Linked DNA regions of Mus musculus: region 1 is linked to region 2. The links are chromatin contacts, called in public HiChIP or PLAC-seq maps. All regions are on one chromosome and are shown on one strand. Each heading gives the region's core, a stretch centred on a gene start, on an enhancer-like site or on the middle of the called end of the contact. The rest is flanking DNA. Distances are from core to core; before and after follow the strand shown.

Region 1 (6,914 bases), core at 2,691-5,190, 850 kb after region 2:
TGCCCACAACTTAATACAATAAATGAAGACCAAGATAATAGTTGGAAGCAAAGAAAATAGACTTAAAATATTTTCTTCTATTTTATGTGGTTAAAAAATTACCTCTATTCATTAATCCTCAGGCATTTAGAGAGGAATATTGACTCTCTGAATCCTTCCCATCATGCTTATTATAATACAAGCATCTCCCTTGTTCAAATATGAAATTCATTAAGTAGAGATCTTGCTCGAAGTATCATAAGGCGACTTTGATTATCTCTGTATTGTTAGAACTCTCATTAGTTATTGGGAGCTTTTCTCCTGCTCCATTTTTATAATAACCTGCCTAGACTTAGAGCTCCTTAGCAGATGTCTCGCCATTTCCATAATAATGGATCTCATTAAAGCGTCTTCTAAAGTCGTTCTTTAAAGGTGTGGAGAAAGGGAAAAGTGACTCCAGTGGGTGAGCCCCCCACCCCCAATGGTTAGCAATTGCTGAGCAAGAGGCAGTGAAGTTTAAATGCTTTGCCTCTTCGGCTTGTTCCGTGAAGATTTTCTGTTAAAGTCACAGATGTGGATCCTGCCGTCTGTATGGCGGTCACTAACATTGTGTCTTACGTAGTAAAACACATTGCACATTTTGTCAGAGAAGTAAATGAGTAAGGGGGATTGGTAGGCATAAGCACATGAAACTGTGGTTCTGATATTTCTAGAGTCTCCAAATCCCTGCCCGTGGAAGATGTAAACTTAGGAGATGAGGTTAGACACATAGGCTGATGAGGTAATCTGGAGACAGAAATCAAGGCCTGTGGATTCTGACCAGAGCTGAAAGGAAAAGATCGGGTTCTGAGGGTACTAACGGTGGCAGAGACCCAAAATCAAGATTAACAAATGATTTGTTACTCATTTCCCTAAACTGGAAAGAATGGCCCGTTCTCCCCAGTGTGAATGGTTTGAATGTTATATCATAAATTCTTTGTATTAATGCCACACATAATAGTTAATTTCTCAGTAAGTCTGTCTGTCACTTATTCTGTAATGGAAAATCTGTATGGTCTTTTCTTTAAAGTCTAATGTTAAGGCTACATTATAATACAGACAGACAATGAGCCCAGAACAAGTCCTCACAGCAGGGTAATGATTGTTAAATGCCAGGGTATCTATTCAAAGCACCTTGAGAACTGCGTTCTGGGATCATATTTAATGGTGGTTAGATTCTCTTGGTATAGTGCTAAGCAGTGTAGAGCAGATTCAAAACTGCATTTTTGGTAAGTAACAAGCATCAATAGCAATTTGTAGGAATTAATTTAAAGTTTACATAGTGAAAGTATATATTATTTGCATTAGAGAGCTAATAAGTGAAACAAATTGAAAAACATGTGTGGAAATTGGCACCATGTCCAGGGAAACATTATCAGTTACAAAGAATGTGCCAATATGCATACTTCTAAACTTTGCACATTATAATTTGGGGTTTCTGACTTTTAAACTCTGCCTTAGAAAAACATGATCATAGAAAAGTCACTTCTAAATTTGGTTTCGTATTGATCACTGTTAGTACAAGAAAACAATCCACCAAGTGTTTCTGTTTTAATATGTTTGTAATAGAAGACTTCTATTCTTAATATTTATGCTGATTTCAGTACTTTAAGCGATATTAGCGGTTTTTTGCTGTGATGGTGAAATTGCACATAAGCAGTGGGAGAAGATGCTTCTCTTACGTACCACTGCAAATTCTTTTTCTCCCTATTTATTTTTAATTAGCACAGTTCTTTCATACTGTCATAAGTATGACAACTTTGGTTTGCACATGAATTTCTAGCTGTCTAACCCCAGGGTGTCACCAGTTTCTGACATCTCACTTGGCGGGCAGTATGTAGCTCTCCGCTTTACTAAGTCCTTGTGAGGACATTTCAGACAGTAGCTATCCTATGTCCTGTCCTGTGGGATACTAGCACTCACCTGCACTGTTAGGTTCATTTTCATACTCATTACCAAACACCCATCTATCCCAGTCCTACCCTCTGGTGCTCACTGTTTCTGCTGTCCTGTGAGTGGGCTTTTTTTTCACTTTCACATAGAGAATGCACAGCATCTGCCTTTTAGTATCTGCCTTAGCCCATAGGACCCTCTATGCATGTCACCACAGATATCCCTGAATAATACTCCACATTCTTTATCCATTGGTAGACACAGTGATTCCATATCTTGGCTGCTGTGAATAGTGCTGTTGTACGTAAGAGGAATACAAGACAACTCTTACACATAATGGCATCATATCTTTGGATGCTTACCTAGTGGCCGCTCAGATGATTTTTTTTTTAAAAAAGGATTTACAAGGGGGAATGTCATTCACCATCCCCTAAGTGTAGCTTGAGCAGTGACTCCCAGAGAGGACGAAGACCGTGACGCAGCATAGAACCTTGACTTCTGCAGCACATGCCCGGGCCCTCTGAGATTTGCATAGCTGCTTCTGATGAAAAGCATTTAGCTTCAGGACTTCCTTTCCATATGGAAGTTTAAGGAAAAAATATACTTGGTTGAACTGTGTGTGTTTTACATGTCTCCTTGTTTTAAGGCTGATCTCCGTTCCTAGTTTTCCCTGAGCAACATGTGGAATAAATGCACAGTGTGTAGAATCTGTTTACAGGTGTGAGAGAAACCCTTCAGTTTGTTCCCTTGGTTATCCTCCCCTCAAGGACCCCACTGAGATCTCCCGATCTGTCATTCATCATTTACTTTAACAAGTATGCAGCTGGCCTTCACTGTCCTCCTCAGCAAGGACAGGCTGTTCTTCCCTTTGCACACAGGTACCCAGCATCCTCTCTGCTTCTCTCCTAGTGCACGGACAGGCAGAACTCACCAGTCACATCGCCAGGCTCCTCACCCCTTGCCCAGAGAAGAAAGCCTCAGCCAGACCCTCTCCAGATCCCCCACCTCAGCCTGCCACCAGTGCCTCCCCGCCTAGATCTCATTCAGAAAGGCATCGTGCGCTCTCCGTGTGGCAGCCCCACAGGCTCGCCAAAGGTGAGTCAGCGCCTCCCTCGGGAACACAGCAGGCAGTTCTCTGGGCTTTCTGTGTACCTATATATTACTTAGGCTTGTTTATAACAACAGTGGTAAGTTTCTCATTTTATTTATACCAAGCCTGCTGTCATATCCCTTGCTTTATTGCTATAAAATTACTATGAAAGTTATATAATTACTCAGAGCCTGTCTATAGACCCCAGATTTGCTTAAGTAAATAGCAGTGTAAGGTATAATATCTATAAAATGCATTTAAAAGGTCATCATATGCATTACAATAATTTGCGTGCTGTTATTATCAAATGGTATTTTACACTTACTTTCATAATGTCATAACAAGAAAAATGCCAGGGGAGTGTATTGGCATAAGGGCTTGAGGTGTGATACATTATCACCCATGCTGCAGGTTACTCAGAGGACGGATCATACAGACTGCGCTTCAACCCAGGAAATTAATTACAACAAATTACAATGTTTGCAAAGTCATTATTTTACTGTTTAATATTAAAGGCATAATTTTAACTTAAGCCTACGGTTCATTGTAGTTTTATGCGGGATTCTTTGAAATTTTAATGATAAAGAGCATGTATTTTATTAATGTAAATTCATAAAACCTTTAATACGATTTGCTAATGGACTTATAGTCTAGGATTGCCAAAGAGTACAGCACATTTAGCGCAGTTTTCTTCTCTTACGCTGTCTCGAACTTGGCTTCTATCCCATGACTCCTGGCTAGGGTAGAACTTTGAATTATATAGACATGCAGCAAATTCTTGTTCCTTGACATTTCCTAATGTAAAAACATAAACTATTTATTAAATAAACTTTTAAATAAACACTAAAACCTCTTGAGGGGCGTGCAGAGTCCCCTTGGGAGGATTCCTCTTCCGCCATTTGTCCCCTGGCAGTTAAGACTGGCAGGTGTTCTTCTTTTCATTTTAAGAACCCAGAAAGTCATGAGTCTGTCAGCAACTGCTCTGCCATTTAGATCTTCACTGTTCTAGGAATGCTGTTCAAACTGCCAAAGCGAAGGGCCCACCCATATGGCTGCCATTGTACTATAAAGAGGAAAACAGAGAAGAATCTTAAGACTCTAAATATTGCAAATAATTTCTGTTTTCAAAAGTGAAGAAGCAATAAAAACTGTGTTTCTGAATCTTTGTGTCTCTGGAATCACAGGAGTTTACAAATTCATTGATAATTGCCATGATAATATAATTAATATATAATTGTAACTTTCTATTTCTTTTCTGTATGATTTCTAGAACTCTTACATGTATATCGTCATTTGTTTAAAATTGTTAGTGTGGAACATTGATGTAAGTTTTTCATTAATTTTCAGATTTTTCATTAGTAGTAAAAGAAACATAAAAGGTTATTAGAAATGTAATAATACTGCATTGTGGCTAAAATGGAAATCGAGTAATCTGTGTCTGAAGGTCTTTTCAATGCATGGTACAAACAACGTGCTCTCTTGGATTTGTGTTTTGTCCCCTCTCTCTTTTAGTCTTCTCCATGCATGGTTAGAAAACAAGACAAACCACTCCCGGCACCCCCTCCTCCCTTGAGAGATCCACCTCCTCCACCAGAGAGGCCTCCCCCCATCCCACCTGACAATAGACTGAGCAGACACTTCCACCATGGAGAGAGTGTGCCTTCCCGGGACCAGCCCATGCCCCTCGAAGCCTGGTGCCCTCGGGATGCCTTCGGGACTAACCAGGTGATGGGATGTCGCATCCTCGGGGATGGCTCTCCAAAGCCTGGCGTCACCGCAAACTCCAGCTTAAATGGGAGGCACAGTAGAATGGGCTCCGAGCAGGTTCTTATGAGGAAACACAGACGCCATGATTTGCCTTCAGAAGGAGCCAAGGTAAGAAAATGTGCAATACAGAAGCTGGAGAAGCAGCCTTCGAGCTTTCCCTGGGAGGCTTTCTGCTGGGGCTGAGATACCGGACAGTGTTTAGGTCGGTTGTTTGTACCTGGATGGCACAGTACTTCCTCCGTGCTCTTTAACTAGCTCCATGTTCTGGACAGTGAGGAGCTCACTTAACGTTGAACACGAGGGAAGGGAGGAAAAGACTGTCCCTGTATAATAACGAGATGCAGACACAGGACAGCTGGACAGAGATAGGTCCACTTCCTCACTGTTTTGCTGAGAGCCTCCCCCATGCATAACTCGGTGTTATTGAAGGGACTAGGTCTTCTTGCTCAGTCAGAATCGGGAATGTTGAATCACTGCACGTATCATAAACCAGTCTTCTGATCCAGTCCAGAGTCGGACCTCGCACCTTATAAAACATGACCCAATTCACTCCTGTTTGCCAATCAAACTATTCCTTATAATGACATTCCCACACTCATTTAAACAGGAACCCTCTCTCCCCTACATTTAGGGACGAATCTAAGAGTGCAGGCATCTGAAGAGGCAGCACCAGCAGCCATTGAGACTAGAACACTGAGTGGTCTCCCCAGAAAGCATCCTGAAATTCTTTCTGGTGCTTTATTCTGGTGTTAGCTGTGAGATCAGATCTGTGTCCTCTCCCTCTGTACTGAAAAGAATTTCACCTCTTTAGCTCAGATTCAGTTGGCCCCAGCTTTTTATTGGCTTTGTTAGGAGGTGTAATCTAGTACTTTAAAACTCTGGATTGTATTTAATGTGTTCATCTGACATTTAGAAAACAGCTTATTGGCACACAGGTGTAATCCCAATGGGGATGAGAAGTTTAAGGTTACTCTGGGGAACTCAAGGCCGACAGGGCAACGTGAGACCCTGTGTCACATGAAGGAAGGGGAACAGATACAAAGAAACTATGCAGTGCCATGTACTTACGTGTGTGTGTTTGTGTGTGTCTCTGTGTCCGTGTGTCTGTGTGTGCGTGCACTTGCATGTTTGTATACAAACACCGTGATGGTGAAAACTTTGCTTCCTAACATCACTCCTACAGTGGTCTATCAGGTATCCTGTGGTGAAAAGAGCCAGCTCTCACAGGCATCATACTAAAGCCGAGAGCATTAGTTGCGAACCACAGTTGCCAGTGAGCTGCCATAGCATGGTTTTCAATTCTTTAAGGTTAATTCACTACAGTGTGAGTGTAAGGAGAATGCATATAGAAAAAAACAGTTTGGTAATGTCCTCTAGACGTTAAGAGCCTGTCCTCAGAGGACTTCCCACAGCCTGGAGTCCCAGCTGGAGAGAATTTCTGGGATTTGGTTTAGTTTGTGTTTCTCCTTTAGTCTCTGTTGGCTCATTTGTGCATGGTGACGCTTGTCATGGGAAGAGCCTTGAAACAAGCTCTCATGTGAAGAGACATTTATCCTCAGGGTGCAGGTTACAAGTTATTTCTGAATGACTTCAGAAATACATAGTGTAGTTGACACCACGGCCAGTTCTTTGAAGGCCCCCTCTTTCAGGGTTCTTTTGGATGTTGCCATAAATGTAAACACAAAGCTGGCCTTCCAGAGCAAGGCTGTTAACTTTTTCAGATGTTATAATCTGAAAAGTGGGATGAAGACTTCCTTTGGGTATGGATTTATATTCTGTAATATTAACACTAGTTCTCATATAGTAGTAAAGGGTTCAGTTTTGGTTCTGTTGAGGATTCCAACTACAAAAGTTACCTCTTACTGAGAGGTGGATTTTCATCCTATTTCTAATCAACCTCTTGGATAGTCCCTGGACTTGGATTCAAACTCTTCCCTAATTTTTTATTTTTGTCTCATGATTGAATTCTCCTTCAGAGGAGGCCTCTTTTTTTTATTTGTTTATTTTTTTAATTAGGTATTTATTTGATTTACGTTTCCAATGTTATCCCAAAAGTCCCCCCACGCCCCCCCCCACCCAGTCTCCTACCCACCCACTCCCAATTCTTGGCCCTGGCATTCCCCTGTACTGATGCATATAAAGTTTG
Region 2 (7,465 bases), core at 2,726-5,225:
TTTCTACTAGTCAGACTCTAGTTAATGACAAATCTGAGGACATATGAAGACAGAAATATTAAATGCTGTATTACTGTTTCTACCACAATTACATTTTACTTTTAGAGATGTTACCTTATTTAAAAAAATGACATTTCATATTAATAACTGCCATAAAAGAGAATAAAATATATAGAGAGATAAAATATAGGCTGCAGTATTTTTACTAGCATGGGTTAGAAAGTATGTAGGCTGAGAACCTATTTTAAAAAAAAGAAATTTAGGGTGGCTATGGAAGAGTAGAAATTAAGGTAGAGATAATAACAGAAAAAAAACATTTGAGAAGAATCTTTTAAGTATGAAATGAAGTAATCAGTTATGTGGTAGGGTTTGTAGGGTAGGGGTTGTTGACCAAAGATAAAAGTCCCATTTATGACCCTACTGAATGATGATATTATAAAGTAAGTAAAAGTTGGGGAAATACAGAAACTGAAATAAGATGTCAGTAATCAGGTCTTAGTCACCAAATGAATTGATGTTAAAATAATCATTAAGGTTACTATTTACTGAGTATTTCCTACTCTTGTTCTAGGTACAGATAGGTTTCCTACTGTCACATTCCCCTACACTGAGATATGGCATCATGGTTTTCTTTAGCCAGTGGTCATGAACACAAGTGCTGTGTGCTTTTTTCACATGTGTGGTGTTTAGAATCGAGCTATGAAGTCATCATGCTGAAATGAAATGCAGAAAACTCATATTGAGCATTTGCCAAGTAAACATGCCCCATGTTAAGCTAGGGTGAGCTGGCAATTCTTAACTTGCATTGACCTAAAACATCCTAAGCTATACATGTTGCCTGATGTTCCTGGTTACACAATGACCACACCGGGCCCATTTAGCTTGGGTGAATTCATTCACTTATTACTGAGACCTTATTTCATGGCTAGATTCAGAATCTTAAGAAGTGCTGCATTTTCAGGCATTGGAGATTGGCTTCATCCAGAAAAACTCTTTGGATACTTATTAGAACATGAAGGCATTCTTTGCAATTACAAAGCAGAATAGAGCAGTAGCTGTCCCTCAGGAGATTTGAAGCCCATGTCAGTAATTAGTATTAGACATATCTTTAAGAGCCACTGCAGTCACTCTTAAATAGCACTTATCTTATTGGAATCTGAAATACTAGGTAGACAGAAGAGCTAACACTTTCTAGGAAAGGGCAGAAAAACACTCCACTGGGACTGGAAAATGAGAGATATGGTGGACTATTCAGCCTGAGAGTGGTGTGTATGGAATTAAACCAATTTGTGGGTGCTGGGTGGGTGACAATGCAAAAACTGCTCCCGAGGTTTGTAGTTAACTGTAACCCATACTGTCCCTCTTGTTTCTTTCTTACTCAGAGCTATGCAGATCTGAAGCTGAATGTGCGACATAGCAGGAAGTATTATTGTCATCAAGGGTTACAGGCTGTGTGTTTCTGCCCTGAACTATAGGAAACCCAGTATCTGGCTGGCAAACGTCTGCATGGGCACTCACTGGTCATTATCACGAGGACCAATTTTCATCTATTATTATTGCTGTTACAATGTTTCTTCCTCAGTTAGCTGCAGTTACGCCTCCAGTGTTTTTGAATGTTATTGCTTAATCTTTACTTTTTTATGAATTTAGAAATTACAAGAGAAATCAATGGAAAAGAAAGCGGTTTAGCCACTAGGTGAGGTTAGTGTCTACTTGGCCTTCTTGAGAACCACTTTTAAAACGTATAAGCTTCCACCACATACACAAATAAATTTGTACTTTGGAGAAAAGGACTTTATTCAGCATTGTTTGTGAATTGTGATACCCTCTCTTTCAACATTGCGTGCACACCATTCTCAAACAAAAACATTCTCAAACAAAAATTTCTGTGCAGTTGGTCACCATGATACTGTGGAGGGAAGAGGGGGGATAGCCTAATACTATGTTCACAAAAAAAATATGAAGCATATTTGTTCTCTAAACATTTTTGTTACTGCTGAAATATTGGAGCCACACGCTAATTTTTCCTTCCATAATAACCTCCTATAAAGTACTAGAAACTTCCAGCACTTGGTTCTTTAGAAAATGGGTACTAACAAGGTAACAAGGTTGTATTTGTTCTGTGTTGTTTTGTTGTATCTTTTAATTGTTGAGGATGCTAATCTGAAGAATGGGAAAGCATCTTCTACCCCTGGGGATGAGGCTGTTCTTAGACTGAATTTAGACTAATCAAACGCTAGAGCCAATAGCTTGTCAGAAATGCCAAGTATGCTTAGGTACTCCGATTGCCTTATATCCCCTAAATCTCTATAGTCTATGTCATACCTTAAGGTCTGCTTTTCAAATCATTAGCCAGAAAAGATTAACGAGACAAAATGTTTTAGATAGGTCCTCACCAAAATTTGTTATGGAAATATAAAAGAATACTACAGAATTCATTGTATATCATAATAATTGGACAACTTTTATTGATTTTCCTCTTGAATGGTTTCATAAATGTGTGCAATACATTCAGTTTTCCCCGTTAACACACGAGATTCAGGGAGATTGACTGATTCGTCTGTCCAGATCTACTGAAGTTGAAGCGGCTTTCCTCTATGGGCTATGCTATGATCGATTCATAATTCTCACAGATGAACTACAGTACCAGCCTAGGAAACAGTGGCCCAAGAAAGAAAAAAACACTCTAAGGAAAATTGTGATGATGAAGAGTGAAACATTTGGGAAAGAATATTCAAGTTTTCTGAAACAGAAACAGCTGGTGACATGGTTATAATATGTTATGTGAAAGTGCATAAAGGGCTCACTTACCAAAGGTAGCTAGAAGTCAAAACATACTAGATACTTCCACTGCCACCTCTAGCTATAAATTGCCTATGAGTATGGTGACCTCTGCTTTTAGGTCACCTGGAGTTGATATTTTCCATTCCTTGGGAAACACTTCCCTAAACACCTCTATTTTAGTTTGGGAGAGAGTTCCAGAAAATCACTCTGTACATCAATTCAGTCTCCCTCTTTGTCACCTGCCCTCTATAAACAACTTCCTGTTTCATATCATATCATCGCTGACTGTTATCATTGTTTGTCAAAAAAACAAAACAAAACAAAAACCAGATTTTCCTGTTTTCTCATGAGTTTAACAATCCTTCACTATGACATTTGATTCATGTCACTGTGGTCCTTGTAACTTACACTCTGAGGTCTATTTGCCATTGCTGATCCAAGTGGTGATGACTCTCAGGGAATCTGTACGATCCCTGATGGCAGACCTGAGTACAAAGGTAAATGCTGAGGATGCTCGTGCAGAGTAGAAATACCCTTCCCTTAGGTCTCTGGGACATCAGGAAAGATGTTTTACCTTTAAAGATGTACTGTTAACAGCCTCCATTCAGCTTGGACAGGACCAGCTTCCACTGTCAGAGTGTTCTCAAGCTGATGGTTTTGCCTATTTATTTATGCTTCCGGACAAAAAGAATAGATCCATAGATGTTTAGCGATTGAATTAATCATTCCATTAATGAAAACAGTTCACATTCACGTTTATTTCAAGACAATTACACACACACACACACACACACACACACACACACACACACACACAGGCCCAGATACAGAGAATGCACTTGCATCTATATTACACTTGCTTATATATAGGGAGGAGAAAGAGGAGGAGGAAGAAGAGAAGGAGGAGGAGGTTTTAAAAAATCATACTTCTTATTCTCATGTCCCTCGATAGTTTCATTAAATTGTACTATTTACAACTATAGCATGCCTAAAATATCACTTGAAAGATGTAGTATTTTGTTTTCCTCCAAACTGACGAGGAAACCAGAAGCTCTCTGGTTCCCCAGATATATTGGAGAAAATCACATTTCTTTATAACAAATGATTCTAGCAACAGAATCAGCAAACTCCAACGGTACTTAGATGTTGCTTTTTCCATACACTAGGGGGCACTCGTGATTTATTCAACGCTACTCTTAGACTTTTATTAAAAATTCAGTGTTGCCAGCAACTTTTTACCTTTGAATGGGCAGGATGGAGTAACAACCAAATGTTCAAAAGATTGCGTTTAAGCAGAGAATGGTTAAAATATAGTCTCTGTAGCACCCAGAAGGAGAGAAGTGTCTATTGTCTACCTTTTTAGGTTAATACTATTCCCATCCTGAAGTTGTACTGAGTTCAAAGTTATTACTGTGTTACAGCAGATTCGGGCTGAAATTTGTTAAAGAAGAGATAGGTGATTAAACACCACATTTGTATGTACAGTTTTTCCTGTTGACTCTTATTTTATTTTTCTTTCTTTCTTTCTTTCTTTTTTTTGGGGGGGGGGCGGGAGCTTCTGTAGAAGGACAGGGTTTTTAATGATCAAAAACACGTGTATGTAGGCTACTAGAAGAAACTAATCGGGCTCTATTCATTTAGATTTAACGAGGTGGGATAAAAAGAAGTTATAACACAAGGGCAGAACAAATACCCAAGACCTTCATCAGCAAAGTTCAAAATATTAGAGAAGAAGCCCTAATTATGTGTATAATGTGTGCTCTGAAGCTTTGACAGAGGAGGGCGAAATTAACAGCAAAGGCAGAACCCACAGAAGGAAATGGAAAGAAGCTCCAATGTTTGCTGTGAAGGCTTGAAACCAAAGAAGCTACCAATTAAAAGCACTGACAGTAATTCCATGAGGTGTGACTAAGATAGCTGAAGCAACACTAACCAGAGGTCATAGTACAATCTACTTTGCGTGTATGTTTTTTTCATCATCGGTTGTTTTTAAAAATGTGTTTCACACTTCCCTAAAGCTTAGCATTAGTTTAAAGGAAGGAAGACTACTTAAAATTTTTTTCTTTTACTCATTTAATCTTCAATCAGGTTTTCCTGCCACCCAAATGAAGCTGTTGATTCTATCTTCATGGAGCCAAGAGTGATGACTGTCTCCTGTACTTCAGGGAACACTGCCTAATAGTGGACAAGGTCAGTTGTACTTTTTGCTTTTGTGACCCCTTAAAGAAAATGAGTCACAGTAGCCTTGCAAACCTGCCTGATCTGTACCACATGCTCTCAGCTGTCACTAGTAAAGCAAAGGCGAGCTGCAGATTAGACAGACACACAGCCATATTTAGCAGACACACAGCCGTGCTAGGCTGAGTGCTTGTGGGAGATAATAACTACTCACGGCAGCGCTGCCTCCAGGTTTGTCTCCTCCTGAATCCCATGCCACCTTCTTGCTCTCTTCTAAATTAGTTTCTCCTAAGCCCAATAAGCCTCCTTTGACCTGAAGTCATTCCTTTTGCTATCTGGTTTCTACTCCTACCCAGATGACTAGATTACTTGCTGACTTCAGGCCTTTTCCTGTCAGCTTCAGGAGATAGTGGCTGTTCAATGACAGGAATGTTTATAACTGTTTGTACACATCTCCTAACCTGGAAAGAAGGATGTAGCAGCTTACATAATAGAAATTTAGAAATGTATGTATATATATATATATATATATATATATATATATATATATACACACACACACACACACATATAAAGATTTATATGTTAAAGCTATACATATGTATATATAATAAAGCTGGTTATCTATATCTATCTATATCTGTAACTGTACCTATATCTACTTGCAAACAAATTAATAACTGAAGAATGGCTTGATAGAATCAAATAGTATTAAAATTTTGAGTTATTAAGTATTTACTGCTTTCCTGTCTCCATCTGCACCTGGGAGCTAAGGCAATTCCACAACCCTCTGTACACAGGCCCTCCAGGAGAGAGCTGGTCTCCCAGGAGTGAGAGCACTCCTGTGATCAGACGTGAGATCTCTGCTTTCTCTCCAATAATTGTCCAAAGTGGGATGAGCCAGCAGTGCACAGGGCACAGGAACAGTGGAACAGCTGAGACACGATCCTTCCATACTCCATCTGCACGCAGGAGCTAAGGTTATTCCACAGCCCTCGATACCCAAACACTGTCCAGGAGAGAGTTGGTCTTGCCAGGAGTGCTGACACAGGCTTAAAGGCCCACAGGAAGGACAAGCTACAGTCAGAGACAGCAAGACCAACTAACACCAGAGATAACCAAATGGTGAAAGGCAAGAGCAAGAACCTTACCAACAGAAAACAAGGCTACTTGGCATCATCAGAACCAGTTCTCCCACCACAGCCAGTCCTGGATAACACAACACACTGGAAAAGCAAGATTTTAATTAAAAAATCACATATCATAATGCTAATAGAAGACTTTGGGAAGTACATAAATAACTTCCTTAAAGAAATGCAGGAGAACGCAGGTAAACACGTAGATGCCCTTAAAGAGGAAGCACAAAAATCCCTCGAAGGAATTACAGGAAAACACAACCAAACAGGTGAAGAAACTAAACAAAACAATCTAGGATCTAAAAATGGAAATAGAAAAAAAAATAAAGAAATCACAAAGGGAGACAATCCTGGAGATAGAAAACCTAGGAAAGAGACCAGGAGTCATAGATGTAAGCATCACCAACAGAATACAAGAGATCAAAGAGAGAATCTTATGCAGACGATACCATAGAAAACATTGACACAACCGTCAAATAAAATGCAAAAATGCAAAAAGGTTCTAACCCAAAACATCCAGGAAATCCAGGATATAATAGAATAGGAAGACCAAACCATATAGGTATAGAAGAAAGGAAAGATTCCCAATTTAAAGAGCCAGTAAATATCTTCAACAAAATTATAGAAGAAAACTTTCTTAACCTAAAGTAAGAGATGCCCATAATCATATAAGAAGCCTAAAGAACTCCAAATAAACTGGACCAGAAAAGAAATTCCTACTGTCACGTGATAATTAAGACACCAAATGAACAAAACAAAGAAAGAATTTTAAAAGCAGTAAGGGAAAATGGTCAAGTAACATATAAAAGCAGATCTATCAGAATTACACCTGACTTCTCCCCAGAGACTATGAAAGCCAGAAGATCCTGGAAAAATGTCATAAAGACCCTAAAAGAACACAAATGCCAGCCCAGACTACTATACTGAGGCTGGTCTTCAATAACAACAACAACAACAAAAAAAAAAAAAAAAAACAATAGAAAGCACACATACATGTGGAAGCTGAACAACACTCTACTCAATAATAACTTGGTCAAAGAAGAAATAAAGGAAGAAATTAAAGATTTTCTAGAGTTTAATTAAAATGAAGACACAACACACCCAAACTTGTGGGACATAATGAAAGCAGTGCCTAAGAGGAAAAATCTTAGCTCTGAGTGTATCCAAAAGGAAACTGGAGAGAGCATACATGAGCCACTTGACAGCACATCTAAAAGCTCTAGAACTAAAAGAAGCAAATTCACCCAGGAGGAGTAGATGTCAAGAAATAACCAAACTCAGGGCTGAAATCAATCAAGTAGAAACAGTAGAACTATACAAAGAATCAACCAAACCAGGAGTTGGTTCTTTGAGAAAATCAACAAGAC

What was found. HiChIP or PLAC-seq counts read pairs in DNA pulled down with a chosen protein or histone mark.
Region 1: a RAD21 HiChIP or PLAC-seq map of pro-B cells shows a contact between it and region 2, with 33 times the contacts expected there. The contact joins two enhancer-like sites. A contact is called at or near these places in 1 of 15 datasets of contacts at CTCF or cohesin (pro-B cells) and 8 of 484 Hi-C or Micro-C datasets (CD4 T cells, LSK cells, astrocytes and 5 more).

Annotation. Positions count from the first base shown.
Region 1 is chr16:52,161,476-52,168,389 of GRCm38.p6, forward strand. Cblb (Casitas B-lineage lymphoma b) reads left to right here. Exons shown (of 18, transcript NM_001033238.1): 11 at 2,821-3,006; 12 at 4,514-4,876. Among named protein-coding and RNA genes, the nearest start is that of Gm23513, 60 kb to the left of the region's middle. Within about 2 kb of position 3,941, at least 4 of the 459 cell types and tissues checked have an H3K27ac peak or open chromatin away from gene starts, as enhancers often do. A contact at or near this core is called in pro-B cells, where this site is marked.
Region 2 is chr16:51,311,791-51,319,255 of GRCm38.p6, forward strand. No RefSeq gene overlaps it. Among named protein-coding and RNA genes, the nearest start is that of Gm32431, 260 kb to the left of the region's middle. Within about 2 kb of position 3,976, at least 8 of the 459 cell types and tissues checked have an H3K27ac peak or open chromatin away from gene starts, as enhancers often do. A contact at or near this core is called in pro-B cells, where this site is marked.